Regions from separate parts of the Ovis aries genome. Here region 1 is linked to region 2. Evidence: chromatin contacts called from public Hi-C data. All regions are on one chromosome and are shown on one strand. Each heading gives the region's core, a stretch centred on a gene start, on an enhancer-like site or on the middle of the called end of the contact. The rest is flanking DNA. Distances are from core to core; before and after follow the strand shown. Region 1 holds the start of UTP20 (UTP20 small subunit processome component). Region 2 overlaps SLC5A8 (solute carrier family 5 member 8).

Region 1 (6,842 bases), core at 2,758-5,257, 110 kb after region 2:
ATTCCCAAGTAAACAGTGGTGCTTTTCAGGACTGCTTTGGATATTCCATAGAACCTAAGAAACAGTTTTGGAAGAAATATTAAAAATCCTGTGACACAAACCATGTTCAATGTAGGAAGTTACATTACTCTTCAGTTTGTCAGGGTTAAACAAAATGCACACTTTGTTAATTCAACAAACACTCATTAACCTCAAGTTCAGGGGATGCACTAGTGATACAAAGTTGAAAAAGTACATGGTTTCTGTCCTTAAGGAACTTGTCAAGTAGAAGATAGTAGACCATTTATCCATTCAGTAAACATTTATTCCATCCTCTGTGCCAATACAATTCCTTTTAAAAATGGTATCATTATTAATGTCACTTCTTTTTAATAGGTCAGGAAGTTGGGTCTCAGGTAGGTTAGGTAACTTGTGAAAGGTTGTGCAGTTATGGTACTTTTCATCCATTAGCTTCTTAACTCTGTACAACACTCCCTATGAAGTATGTACTTTTTGTTAGCTCCATTTTACATAGAAGGAATTGATGCTCAGAGAGGGTAACTTTCCCCCAAACCACACCAGGAATAAATGGCAGAGCTAGGATTCAACGAAATCCAGGTAAACTGGTTCTAGCATCTATGCTCTTAAACACTATGGTGTATTAATAAACAGTTCAACCAGAGCTGCTAATATGTAAGGATGATATAAGGAGTAATAATGCAATATACAACTTGCAAGTGTCAGCTTTTTGATTTTCATGTTTCTCTCTACTCCTTATTGTCCCATTAACTTCATTTTAAAAACTAAATAAGAGAAGGAAAAGGACACAATTATCTGGGGATAATTTTAAGAATAGGTTGGGAACATTGCTTAAAGTATGGGCTTTTACCCTCAGGTAACTGCAGACTTCTCTTTGAAATCATCTATGCATTTTAGTGTGAATGAGCTTATTAGCATTTTTCTGAAGAGAAAATCTACAACTTTCTTAGACTTCCTTAAAGAATCTGTGATCCAGCAAAGTGAACAACCACCTACAGAAAAAAAAGTCAATTAGCCTACTGGAAGCCAGCCAAACACTGGGTGCTTCTATATTTTATTATTAAAAAGTAAAACTCAATAGCACAGGAAACTCTACTCAATACTCTGTAATTGACTATCAAGGTGAAGGTGCAGGTGAAGTCGCTCAGTTGTGTCCGACTCTTTTCAACCCCATGGACTGTAGCTTACCAGGCTTCTCCATCCATGGGATTCTCCAGGCAAGAATATTGGAGTGGGTTACCATTTCCTTCTCCAGGGGATCTTCCCCACTCAGGGATCGAACCCGGGTCTCCCACATTGGAGGCAGACGCTTTAACCTCTGAGCCACTAGGGGAGTAATTGACTATAGAGGGAAAGAATTTTAAAAAGAGTGAGTATATATAGGACTGATTCACTTTGTTACTCACCTGAAACTAATGCAACATTGTAAATCAAGTATACGCCTATAAAAACTTTTTTTTTAAGTCTCATACATGTTATGGAGACATTAAAAATTATTTTTTACAACCCTGTGACAACATGGGAAAACATGTAATACCAATAACAATATAAAAGTACAATATCGACTTTATTTCTTCACCATACATATTTCGCTCACTTCCTTTCCTTCCTTTCCTCCACACTGGACAGCACTTCTCAAAGTCACCAGTGACCATAACCTTGTCAGATCCAGCAGCTACTTCTCTCTCCTGTTTTCACTACAGTGGGTGACTGGCTCTGCTTCTAGGCCAGGACTAGTCTGTTTCTGTCAATGACTCTCTTTCCTGTCACGCTTCTGGCTGCTGCGAAATGTTGGAGCATTCTATTGCTCAACTTGGGTTCTCTTCTCTTCTTCCTTCTCCTTTACATCACTCTCTCCCTAAATCATCTTATTCAGTTCCATGGTTTTCAACAACTTCACACTTTCAGTTAAGTGTATTTAAGTCACACCTCCAGCCCTGACCTCTACACTGAGCATTCAGTTCAGTTCAGTCGCTCAGTCGTGTCCAACTCTTTGCGACTCCATGAATTGCAGCACACCAGGCCTCCCTGTCCATCACCAACTCCCAGAGTTCACTCAAACTCATGTCCATGGAGTCGGTGATGCCATCCAGCCATCTCATTCTCTGTCATCCCCTTCTCCTCTTGCCCTCAATCCCTCCCAGCATCAAGTCTTTTCCAACGAGTCAATTCTTTGCATGAGGTGGCCAAAGTACTGGAGTTTCAGCTTTAGCATCATTCCTTCCAAAGAACACCCAGGACTGATCTCATTTTGAAAGGACTGGTTGGATCTCCTTGCAGTCCAAGGGACTCTCAAGAGTCTTCTCCAACACCACAGTTCAAAAGCATCAATGCTTCGGCACTTAGCTTTCTTCACAGTCCAACTCTCACATCCATACATGACTAAGCAGGAATATATTCAGTTTGTCTACTGAATATCTCTCCTTGGGTATTTACGATGTAAGCACACCAGAATAAACATTTCCAAACAAAATTATTATTAATAGTAATATTATTCAGTTCAGCTCAGTCGTGTCTGACTCTTTGCTACCCCATGGATTCCAGCACACCAGGCTCCCCTGTCCATTACCAACTCCCCTGTCCACTACCAACTTCCTGAGCTTGCTCAAAGGTATGTCCACCCAGTAGGCATGCTATCCAACCATCTCATCCTCTGCTGTTCCCTTCTCCTCCTGCCTTCAATCTTTCCCAGAATCAGGGTCTTTTCTGAGTCAGTTCTTTGCATCAGGTGGCCAGAGTATCTAAGCTTCAGCTCCAATGAATATTCAGGGTTGATTTCCTTTAGGATTGACTGTTTTGAGCTCCTTGCAATCCAAGGGACTCTCAAGAGTCTTCTCCAACACTGCAGTTCAAATAGAACAGAGCACCGGCCATAGCAGACTCTCCAGAAATATTGAATGAAGTGAAAAAACCTCTCTCTCTCTCTCTCTCTCTCTCTCTCTCTCTCACACACACACACACACACACACACACACACGTTCATATAATTATGTTTAACAACAGGACATAAAACTGGTAAGAAAATAACAAAAAGCTAATTGGTTGTGCATGAAACCATGAGTTACTGTGCGATGTGTGTGTGCTAAGTCGCTTCAGTTCTGTCCAACTCTTTGCGACCCTACAGACTAGTAGCCCTCCAGACTTCTCTGTGGGAGAAGGCAGTGGCACCCCACTCCAATACTCTTGCCTGGAAACTTCCATGGACGGAGGAGCCCGGTGGGCTGCGGTCCAGGGGATCGCGAGGAGTCAGACATGACTCAGCGACTTCACTTTCACTTTTCACTTTCATGCATTGGAGAAGGAAATGGCAACCCACTCCAGTGTTCTTGCCTGGAAAATCCCAGGGACAGGGGGAGCCTGGTGGGCTGCTGTCTCTGGGGTCGCACAGAGTCGGACACGACTGAAGCGACTTAGCAGTAGCAGCAGACTTCTCTGTCCATCGCATTCTTCAGGCAAGAATACTGGAGTAGGTTGCCATACCCTTCTCCAGGCGATCTTGCCAACCCAGGGATTGAACCCGCGTCTCTTACATCTCCTGCGTTGGCAGGCAGGTTAAGAGTATCAGACTTTGAAGCTGAGTGACCTCTGCCAGACTGCCACTTATCGGTTGCTAATCCTTGCTTTCTTCGTAGGCCGAAGAGACTTAAAAATATGTACCTCATTTCGAATCATCACGGGGTCGCGAGGAGTCGGACGCGACTGAGCGACTGAACTGAACTGAACGGTCACAATGCGCTTTACTGTGAAACCATGAAGGTGAAGAACTTTGCTTGGTGTAGGGCACATAGTGAGGGTTAGTGATGGTCAGCTGTTAATGACGACGGCCGTGTTTTCTTTTACGATAAAAACGCACATTTCTCTTATAAACCTTCGCTCAAGACAGCTGATAAACTTCCACACCCACCTATTCACTTAGACGCTCCGCCCTTCCCAGAAGGCTCTGGGGACTGGCGCTCCTGCTCCGTCCGCTACTTCCGTTCACGTGATCCACCTAGGCTCCTCCCCGTTTCCAACATGGCGGCTCCCAGTAACTCCAGCCGCACGTGAGCTAGTCTAATTACGTGGGAGTGCAAGTGTGTGAACCAGTTTTCTTTCTCTACAGCCTGTAGCATCCCTTCGACCCTTCCCGAGATCTTCGCGGGCCGCTGCCCCTCTGCAGCCATGAAGCCAAAGCCGGTTTCCCACAAGACCGAGAACACGTACCGGGTGAGCGAGGGAACTTGCCGGTGGGCCTGATTCTGAGCGGGATTCTAGGAGTACCGTGCTCCGGCCCGAGCGGGAGTCTCTTGTCCGGAGGCTCTGGCAAACGAGTTTTCCTCTCTCCTAGCGTAATAAATAATGGGATGGGGAAGGAAGCCGGAACTCCAGACAACCAATTCAGTATCACAGACTAACCGGTTAGGAATTTTTTTTTTTTTTTTTTTTTTTTTTGCTCTTTTGTCGTTGAAAATCGAATTGGGGAGGCGGGTCGGTAGAGGAGGTAAGTGACTTACAGCTTCTGGCTGATAACAGCCCTTTCTGTTTGTTTCTAGAGGGTTTCTTTGTTACTCCACAACCGTAGGTCTGTGTATATTTAAAAATACAGTTGGTGAAACGACTTCGCCAGATTCTGTGCTTGCAGTAGGGTATGAATGAAACCTAGCAGTAGGTCTAGCGAGGCCACATTGTTGTCTTTTAACACAGTTTAGCATGGGAATTTGATTTTAAACATTTTGCAGATATAGAAATATTTCATTTTCTTCCTATAGTAGTGCAGTGCGTTTGTTTAAAGTTGTCTTTTGTGATTCATCAGTGATGTCTACTTCTAGTTGTAACACTCAGTTATACATTTTATGATTGATTGAAAATACAAGTCTGAAATTGAAAGTAAAGCTTATCATCCTTTCTAATGATAGAACATGAGGTGGCATATGGAAGCTTTAAACTTTATACTTTCACAAGGAAATTGTCAACATGATTATATAGCACTAAAACAGATATTCAAGATGTGAAACGTATAAAATGATAATGTGTTTTAAATATACTCCTCTCCTTCAGTTTCTTACATTTGCTGAGCGACTGGGGAATGTGAATATCGACATTATTCACCGGATTGATAGAACTGCAAGCTATGACGAGGTAAGAGAATGTTAAATTAGCTGATCTTCAAGTACTCATAGTTGGTTTTTCAGTCTGAGATGTGAATTATTTCTCAAGCCATTCTTTTATGAACCTGAAATGCATTAGACCTCTGCTGTCTCAAACAGTAGCCACACTTGACAGATTAGTAGATAGAATTAAATAAAAAATTCTAGTAGCTATATGTGGCCAGTTGCTACCATGTTGGCCAAATGCAGATATGGAACATTTTCATCATTGCAAAAGTTCTGATGGATGATGTTAGAAAATTGACTGGATTCTCAGGTGGCCTCTGACTCCAGTCTCTTCCTTCCCTTGTGCATTCTGAGCCCTGCTGCAGATCTGTATTCCTGAAAGTACAGTTTTAAAGAGATTCTGAGCAAGTTACTTTACTGGGGCTTAGTTTCCTCCTTTATTTAAAAAAAGGGGGGCTTGACCATATAACTTTTTCCATTTCTGACCATGCTATAATTCAGCCATAACTCTATTCAAAAATCCCTGCATCATTTCTCTGCCATAATTTTTATAACATGCATCAACTTGGGATTCAACCTCAGTTTTTACAGCTTTTCACTTGACTCTAGTCAGGCTCTGCTCACTGTCACTTTGAATGTCTTGTCTGTAATATGTGAATTCAGCTAAGTGATGTTATCTAGGTAGGCACATAATCCTTTGGGAGCTCACAGTGAAGGGAGCCTAACCAAGATTCTTTAGGGGTGTAAAGTGAGGTGTCAAAAAAGATTAAGTAGACAAGTGTTACATGAATTGAGTCTTGTTTCTGCGGGTTTTAGCATGGCAAAGAAAGCAGGAAAGGCTGATTCAGGCTGAGGAAGAAACCTTTATAAAGGAATAGAGGCTAAGGAGAGCGTGTCACATTCAAGAACCTGCAGAGCATTTTGGTATGCTTATAATTGGATGTGGGATGTTTGTGTTGATGGTAACTGAATGGGTGAAAGGGGTAGCTGGTGGAAGATAATGCTGAAGGGATAATTAAGGACCATGAAAACCTTCATATCCAGCTAAGTTTGAATTTATCCTGAAACTATGGGAAATCATTCTAGGATTATAAGGCAGGGGAGTGTGTGACATGATCCAAGTGTAAGTTTTAGATCTCTTTGGCTTTAATGTGGAGGAAAGAGCACAACTGGAGTCAGGGCAACCATTTTTGATGATTTGGTAGTCATCTAAGTAAGAACTTTAGTTTCATATAAATACGTGCAAACACTTAAAGAGGTTTTCTTTTTTTCCTCTTAAGAAAAATTGGTTCCTACCATATTCCTCACTATAAAACCTGCTTTTCTCACTTTGAAAGAATACTGTCAACATCCTTCTAATTCAGTAATAGATATAATTTTTGACACATGGTATATCTTATTATGTGTAGACCATGAGGTATGCCCCCCCCGACAATAAAGCTGAATGAACATCTTTATACTTATAAAATCACAAATTTTATAAGAAAATCTCCAAAAATGGAATCACTGGGTTAAAGGACATACCTGTTTTTAATTTTAATAGAAATGCCAGATTACTTCTCTGTAATAGTGTAGCAGTTCATTTTTCCAAAAGCAGAATGAAAGAACTGTAAGAGTCAACATTTTTCCTGGCTTAAAATTGTGAAAAAAAATAAATTTTTAAAAAAATGTGACTATTGCATATGTTTAAATTTGCTACCAGTATTGTATCCCTGATTGCTTTTTAAGGTG
Region 2 (6,623 bases), core at 1,920-4,419:
AGTAAGTGATTTAAAAAAAAAAAACACAACAATGCTTCTAACACTATATTATGAATATGACTATTATACTGTATGCCATCAAGACTTTATAACAATTCATTCATTAGGGTATAGGCTAGGCTAGCATGAAGTAATCATATCAATTACACTAGGTAACAAATAGCTCAGTTGGTAAAGAATCTGCCTGCAATGCAGGAGACCCTGGTTCGATTCCTGGGTCGGGAAGATCCCCTGGAGATGAGAAAGGCTACCCACTCCAGTATTCTGGCCTGGAGAATTCCATGGACTGTTTGTGATTCCATGGGATCACAAAGAGTCAGAGATGACTGAGCAACTTTCACTTCACAAGTTAAGCAATCATACTGCAGCTTCTTTGTCAATGCATGACCTGCCTTGAAAATGTTCCCAGGTATTTCCATATATTTTTCTATTATTTGTTTACTTATTTATTTTTGGCACCATGTCTTTCTTAGGGCACTTGGGCTTTCTCTAGTTGCCGTGAGAGGGGGCCACTCTCTGACCGCGGTGTGCAGGTTTCTCATTGCAGAGGCTTTCCTTGTTACAGAGCATGGGCTCTAGAGCACGGGCTCCAGTAGTTGTGGCACACAGGCTTAGTTGCTCTGCAGCATATGGGATCATCCCGGGACCAGAGATGGAACCCGTGTCCCCTGCACTGGCAGGCAGATCCTTCACCACTGGACCACCAGGGAAATCTCACCATTCTTCATTCTTGTTATGTCTACTAAAATAAAAATTTTCCAAATGCTTTATAGAAACTAAAAATGAATAATGTGCCTATTTGCTATTACTTTACAAGAACATGAACACTCTCTCCTCCCAGCTAATAAACTTTGGGAACGTCATTACTGCACGTAAGAAAGACATGATACTGGACCTGGTCCGGTGCAGACACTTTCTTGGCTGTCCAAGGATCACAGTCATGGTACCTGGAATAGAGGGCAAGCCCACAAAGCACGGAGCAGACAAGGATCACCCAGAGTCCCACGAGATTGATGTAGAGAGACCTAATAAAGTGTAAACAAACAAGTACATGACACTTTTAATTTCCATCTCAAAGATGAGGAAAATTGTAAAGCAGAAGAGACTTTCATGACTATATTCAATAGACATGCATTCTCTTTTGGGTGTCAAAAATGCTACTTCTTTATTCTGGCATAACTTTCTGTTTATGAGGTCAATCAACACTGTATTTGGAAATATTTGGAGTAGATGGGGTTTTGCCACTGAATGAATGTATCCTCCTGGTCGGAGTTCCATGGGCGTTATTAGCTTTATAATGTTGTTTAACTACACTACTTTGGGCTTCCCTGGTGGCTCAGCAGTAAAGAGTCCAGCTGTCAATGCAGGAGATGCAGGTTCCATCCCTGGGTCGGGGAGATCCCCTGGAGAAGGAAATGGCAACCCACTCCAGTATTCTTGCCTGGGAAATACCACAGACAGAGGAGCCTGGTGGGCTACGGTCCATGGGGTTGCAAACGAGTCAGATACGACTTAGCGACTAAAGAACAACTGTAACAAAATTACACTACTTCAGGACCTTTTGTCATGAAATAGAGACTCTAATAGTCAACAGAGCAGGGACTTATTCATTTTCCCTTTGCATAACATTGTTAGCATCTACATAGCAACTCACCAAAGTTGTTTAAATGTGGCTTGTGATGCCATCCATTAAATAGGAAAGGCAAACCTGCACCCCTAGACAGGTATCTTCCAAAATAATGTTCAGCATTTCAATATACGGCATGTGCTCCAGTAGAATGTAAAGGTTTCTGTAATAGCACTGGAGTCAGTCCTGAGCATAAATCTTAGCTCTACCATATGTGACATTAGGCAAGTAAATTAACCTCTCTGATCCTCAGTTTCTTCAGTTTCTTCACTGACAGCTAGAAATAACAATGCATACCTCACTGAGTTATATGTAAGACTAAATAAAGTGTCTATCATGTAATACAATAGCATGTAATAACCACTCGTTAAATGGAAGTTAGTGATATTACTAGTGTTAATATCATTGAACGCTATGTCTTATCAGGGAAGTCCTATTTTAACAAGCAGTTGATAGCAAATATTTCTCCCACTAAGGTGGCTACGGTTTTTTCCCCCAAGGGTACTATAGTGGACTCCTGGACTGAAGAGAGGTGCCCACCCCACCACCAACTCTTATCTCCTTCCCCAGGGCAGCCTGCACAGAATGATGACTAGATTCAGAGGTTTAAAGGCTGAGTTCCCTCAAGCCAACCTGGAACAGCCTGAAGGGTCATCTCAGCTCGAAAGCTCCCGTTGAGGCCTCTGTTGAGACTGCATTTCAGTCTGCCTTCTCCCTGTGGCCAATCTCCCCTTCCTTCTCTTCGACAGTGGTAATTCCCTAGGAGACTCTGGCATGCTAACCTCCATCTCAAAGTCTGCTTCCAGGAGAACCTAACCTGCAAGAAGTCCCAAACAACAGATTGCTAGTCTTTTCCCTTGATTGACTACAGCCACTGTGTGTTTTGTTACTGCCTAATGAGTAATGGATAACCAACAAGAATCTACCGTATAGCACAGGGAACTCTGCTCAATACTTTGCAAGAAACTAAGTGGTAAAAGAATTTGAAAAATAACAGATACGTGTATATGTATAATTGAGTCATTTTGCTATATTGTCAGGGAATGTTTAACAGGAGGATTCCTACCTGCTCTTTCTCACAAGTCCTTTGTTTCTTTTTAAGTGGAACAGCACGCTGCTCCCAGGAACTGAGGCCATTGTGTGAGACAGGCTTGAATCTCCTTTAGTAAACATTCTCTTTACGACAAGACTGCTTAGTCTCGATCCCCTTCCTTGAGATATGGATTGTCTCCTGACCTTGTGACCATTATTAATCCCTTGTTCCCTTGGTGACAGTTGCTGTACATTTAGTTTTCTGATCTTTATCATTGTCGAAAGAAACTTCTTGTACCACAGCCTTCATATACTCACAGAGAAATCATTAAAGCACCTTTGCTCCATCAGAGCTTGGGTCCCCATGTCTTTCTTTCTTTCTTTGTCTCTCTCTCTCTCTCTCCTCGGCTGATTCTTTGGAGCGCAGAGACCCGTCTTGCTCACTCTCCTGCCCAGGCTTCTAAGACTCTCTAGAGAAGGCGCCCCATGCCTTCACCCCCCTCTAGAGGGCACCCAGTGCCTTTGTGAGAGACACAAGTCCTGTGTCAAGGGCTTTATTGGTTTTCTGCGTAAACCAGGAAGTATCAGCCTCTCTCTCTTTCACTTTCTTATCATCGCCTCCTCCGGACCACCAGGTCCTGGTCCATTAAAGGACCCCAACAAGTGGCATCCCAGAACAGGGACTCTTGGGTCCCTGAAGTACATGGCACTTCAGTCGGAGGGACTCGGGACCTATCGAGGTCAGGACACATTGAGGTTGGTAAGTACTAAGACACGGGTCAAACGGCTGGAAAGCCCCATCATTTCTCTACTTTACTTCACCATTTGTTTAAAGCTCAGGGACTTTTGGTTTCGTGCCAATGAATAGAGGCTTGCTTTCAAACACTGGTTAAATGTAACCCTTGGTTCCCTGATAAAGGCAGTTTTGATTTAGAAAGTTGGCACCAGGTCAAAGAAAATGTTGAATGAGCCGCCAAGCAAGGAAAAAATATTCCAATTGATTTCTGGCCATTTCAAAGTAAGTTCTAGCCCTCCTAATATTCAAACACAGACAGAACACTTATTGCATGTGTATGAATTAGACGATGAAACTTTACAAAAAGCCCAATTAGAACAACATAAAATATTTCAAAATTTTCTTACTAGCCCTGCCCCGGCTGCTCCATATGCTCCTCCTCTGCCAACAGGCACAACTCCAAAAGTCTCTCCTTTGTTGGAACCTAATGAAAGTTATGCTAATTTTTTTTTGCTAGAGTAGAAACTGCTATTTCCAGTACTATAATCAGAGAAGAAACCAAGAAACAGCCAGAGAAACTACTTGCTTATAAGAATGCAAATCAGGAATATCAAAGAGCTATCGCTGCACTTTGTGAGACTGGGACTATTATTGATTATTTGTACAATCTAGGATCAGAAACTCAAAAGATGCAAATGCTAGCTAAAACAATGGCTACTGTTTTTAAAAAGGGAAATGAAGGATGCTTTACATGCAGAGATAAAAACCATTTAAAAGGGGACTGCCCTAAGAAGGCTAATAAAAAACCTCCAAGAATTTGCCCTCACTGCCATAGAGGAATGCATTGGGTCACAGATTGTAAATTTAAATTTGATGTTGATGGAAAACCTATTCCAGGGAACTCAAAACAGGGGACACCCCAGGTCCTCTACAACAAAAACCAGGGGCAAATTCTATCTTTTCCTTCAAACCCTCCACATCCAGCAATGCTACCGTTTATATACCAGCCCTAGATGATTTTTTTCCTTTACCCTAAGCAGTCCCTTCTAGAGTACCCACCGGACTTCTTGGACCCCTGCTCCCATAAACCTTCAATCTTTTATTTGGCCGATCTAGTTTGGCTTCTAAAGGAATTACTGTTCACCCTGGAATAATTGATTAAAATTATTCTGGAGAGATTCAAATTATGATGTCATCTCAGATTCTATGGCAATTCAAAAAGGGGGACAAAATTGCTCAATTACTTCTTTTGCCTTACATTTCTGTTAACTCCTCTAATAATGTATGGACAGGCAGATTCAGCAATCCAGATCAAAAACAATCCTTATGGACATCATTGGTATCTGATTATGCCCGACCAAATATAAATATCAAAATTAATAATAAAAGATTTTCTGGTCTCCTCGACCCTGGATCTAGTATTACTATTATTTCCAAACACTTATGGCCCAAATCCTGGCCTATACAAAAGGTCTCTTGCCAAATCACAGGAATTTCTCAAAGCTAAAGTACAAGAAATTTATCAAAATGTTTAGATCTACCCATGCTGCTGCTGCTCCTGCTAAGTCACTTCAGTCGTGTCCGACTCTGTGCGAACCCATAGTCAGCAGCCCATGAGGCTCCCCCGTCCCAGGGATTCTCCAGGCAAGAACACTGGAGTGGGTTGCCATTTCCTTCTCCAATGCATGAAAATGGAAAGTGAAAAGTGAAAGTGAAGTCGCTCAGTTGTGTCTGACTCTTAGCGACCCCATATCAAGGGCCAAAAGGCCAACCTACAACATTAAGACTTTATGTGATAAATGCACCTCTTAATCTAATAGAAAGAGACTTACTTATGCAATGGCAAACTCAGATATACATTCCACATTTTTCCTAGGGGCCACTGCTCATTTAATAAACAAAGCAATTATTAAAATAACTTGGAAGAATGACGAGCCTATTTGGACAGAGCAATGGCCCCTTATGAAAGATAAATTACAGGCTACTAAAGAACCTATAGACACACAATTAGAATTGAAACATATCAAGGAATCTTACTCTCCTTAGAACTCTCCTATTTTTATTATAAAGAAGAAATCTAACAAATGGTGTCTCTTAACAGACCTTAGAAAAGTTAATGCATCTATGAAACCTATAGATGCATTATAACCAGGGATCCCATCACCTACTACTATTCTTCAAAACTGGCACATTATTATTACTGATTTACAAGACTGCTTTTTAAATATACCTTTACAGTCTTTAGACCAGGAGAAATTCACCTTATCTCTCCCTTATCCTAATCACATTGGGCCTCATAAAAGATTTCAATAGACTATGCTGCCTCAAGGTATGCTTAATAGTCCTAATATTTGTCAAAATTTTATACCCAAGGCTTTACTTCCTATATGACAGCAGTTCCCTCATGCATGCATCATTAATAATATACTGTAACTACAAAAGAGAAAAACGATATTTTTGACACTGAATGGCCATGATATTCTTTAGACTCCAGAGAAAATTGATTAAAATAAAATCTTTTTTGAAATTGCAAAACTGATTCTTCTTACACATGCAATTAGGAAAAGGTTAACTTGTTAAAATATTTTTTTGGAGCTCCAATTCTGCCTGGGAAACAAAAACAAGTCTAAGAAAAAACCTAAAATTAGCTCTTATCATGTCCTTGGGATACACAGCCCACTCTATCTAGGACTCCAGCCAAAAATGAATTAGTGGAATTAAAAAAAAAAAACAAAATAAAAAAATAAAAAATAAAAAGATTTTAAATTTCAAGTGGAAAGCTATGCCTATCTATCTAAAATTATCTATGTCTCAATATATGTCTTTGTTTTTGGATAATATGAAGTTAATAAGTTCTATTTAAATTCAAGTTAACATGAACTGAAAAATATTCAATATTAAATATTCAGTTCAGTTCAGTTCAGTTCAGTCGCTCAGTCATGTCTGACTCTTTGCGACCCCATGAATTGCAGCACACCAGGCCTTCCTGTCCATCACCATCTCCTGGAGTCCACTCAGACTCACGGCCATCGAGTCCGTGATGCCATCCAGCCATCTCATCCTCAGTCGTCCCCTTCTCCTCCTGCTCCCAATCCCTCCCAGCATCAGAGTCTTTTCCAATGAGTCAACTCTTCGCATGAGGTGGCCAAAGTACTGGAGCTTCAGCTTTAGCATCATTCCTTCCAAAGAAATCCCAGGGTTGATCTCCTTCAGAATGGACTGGTTGGA

The links. Hi-C and Micro-C count contacts between places; a contact is called where the count stands out from the background.
Region 1: a contact with region 2 is called in a Hi-C map of hypothalamus, with 3 times the contacts expected there. The contact joins the promoter of UTP20 here to the enhancer-like site in region 2. A contact is called at or near these places in 2 of 16 Hi-C or Micro-C datasets (hypothalamus and tail adipose tissue).

What each region holds. Positions count from the first base shown.
Region 1 is chr3:170,744,489-170,751,330 of ARS-UI_Ramb_v3.0, forward strand. It overlaps UTP20 (UTP20 small subunit processome component), which reads left to right and starts at 4,008. Exons shown (of 62, transcript XM_012174896.4): 1 at 4,008-4,224; 2 at 5,056-5,136. The coding sequence starts at 4,180. It overlaps LOC121818959 (a long non-coding RNA gene), which reads right to left and starts at 1,368. Exons shown (of 3, transcript XR_006059027.2): 1 at 1,207-1,368.
Region 2 is chr3:170,630,747-170,637,369 of ARS-UI_Ramb_v3.0, forward strand. It overlaps SLC5A8 (solute carrier family 5 member 8), which reads right to left. Exons shown (of 16, transcript XR_006059373.2): 7 at 896-1,025. Among named protein-coding and RNA genes, the nearest start is that of SLC5A8, 42 kb to the right of the region's middle. Within about 2 kb of position 3,170, at least 22 of the 54 cell types and tissues checked have an H3K27ac peak or open chromatin away from gene starts, as enhancers often do. A contact at or near this core is called in hypothalamus, where this site is marked.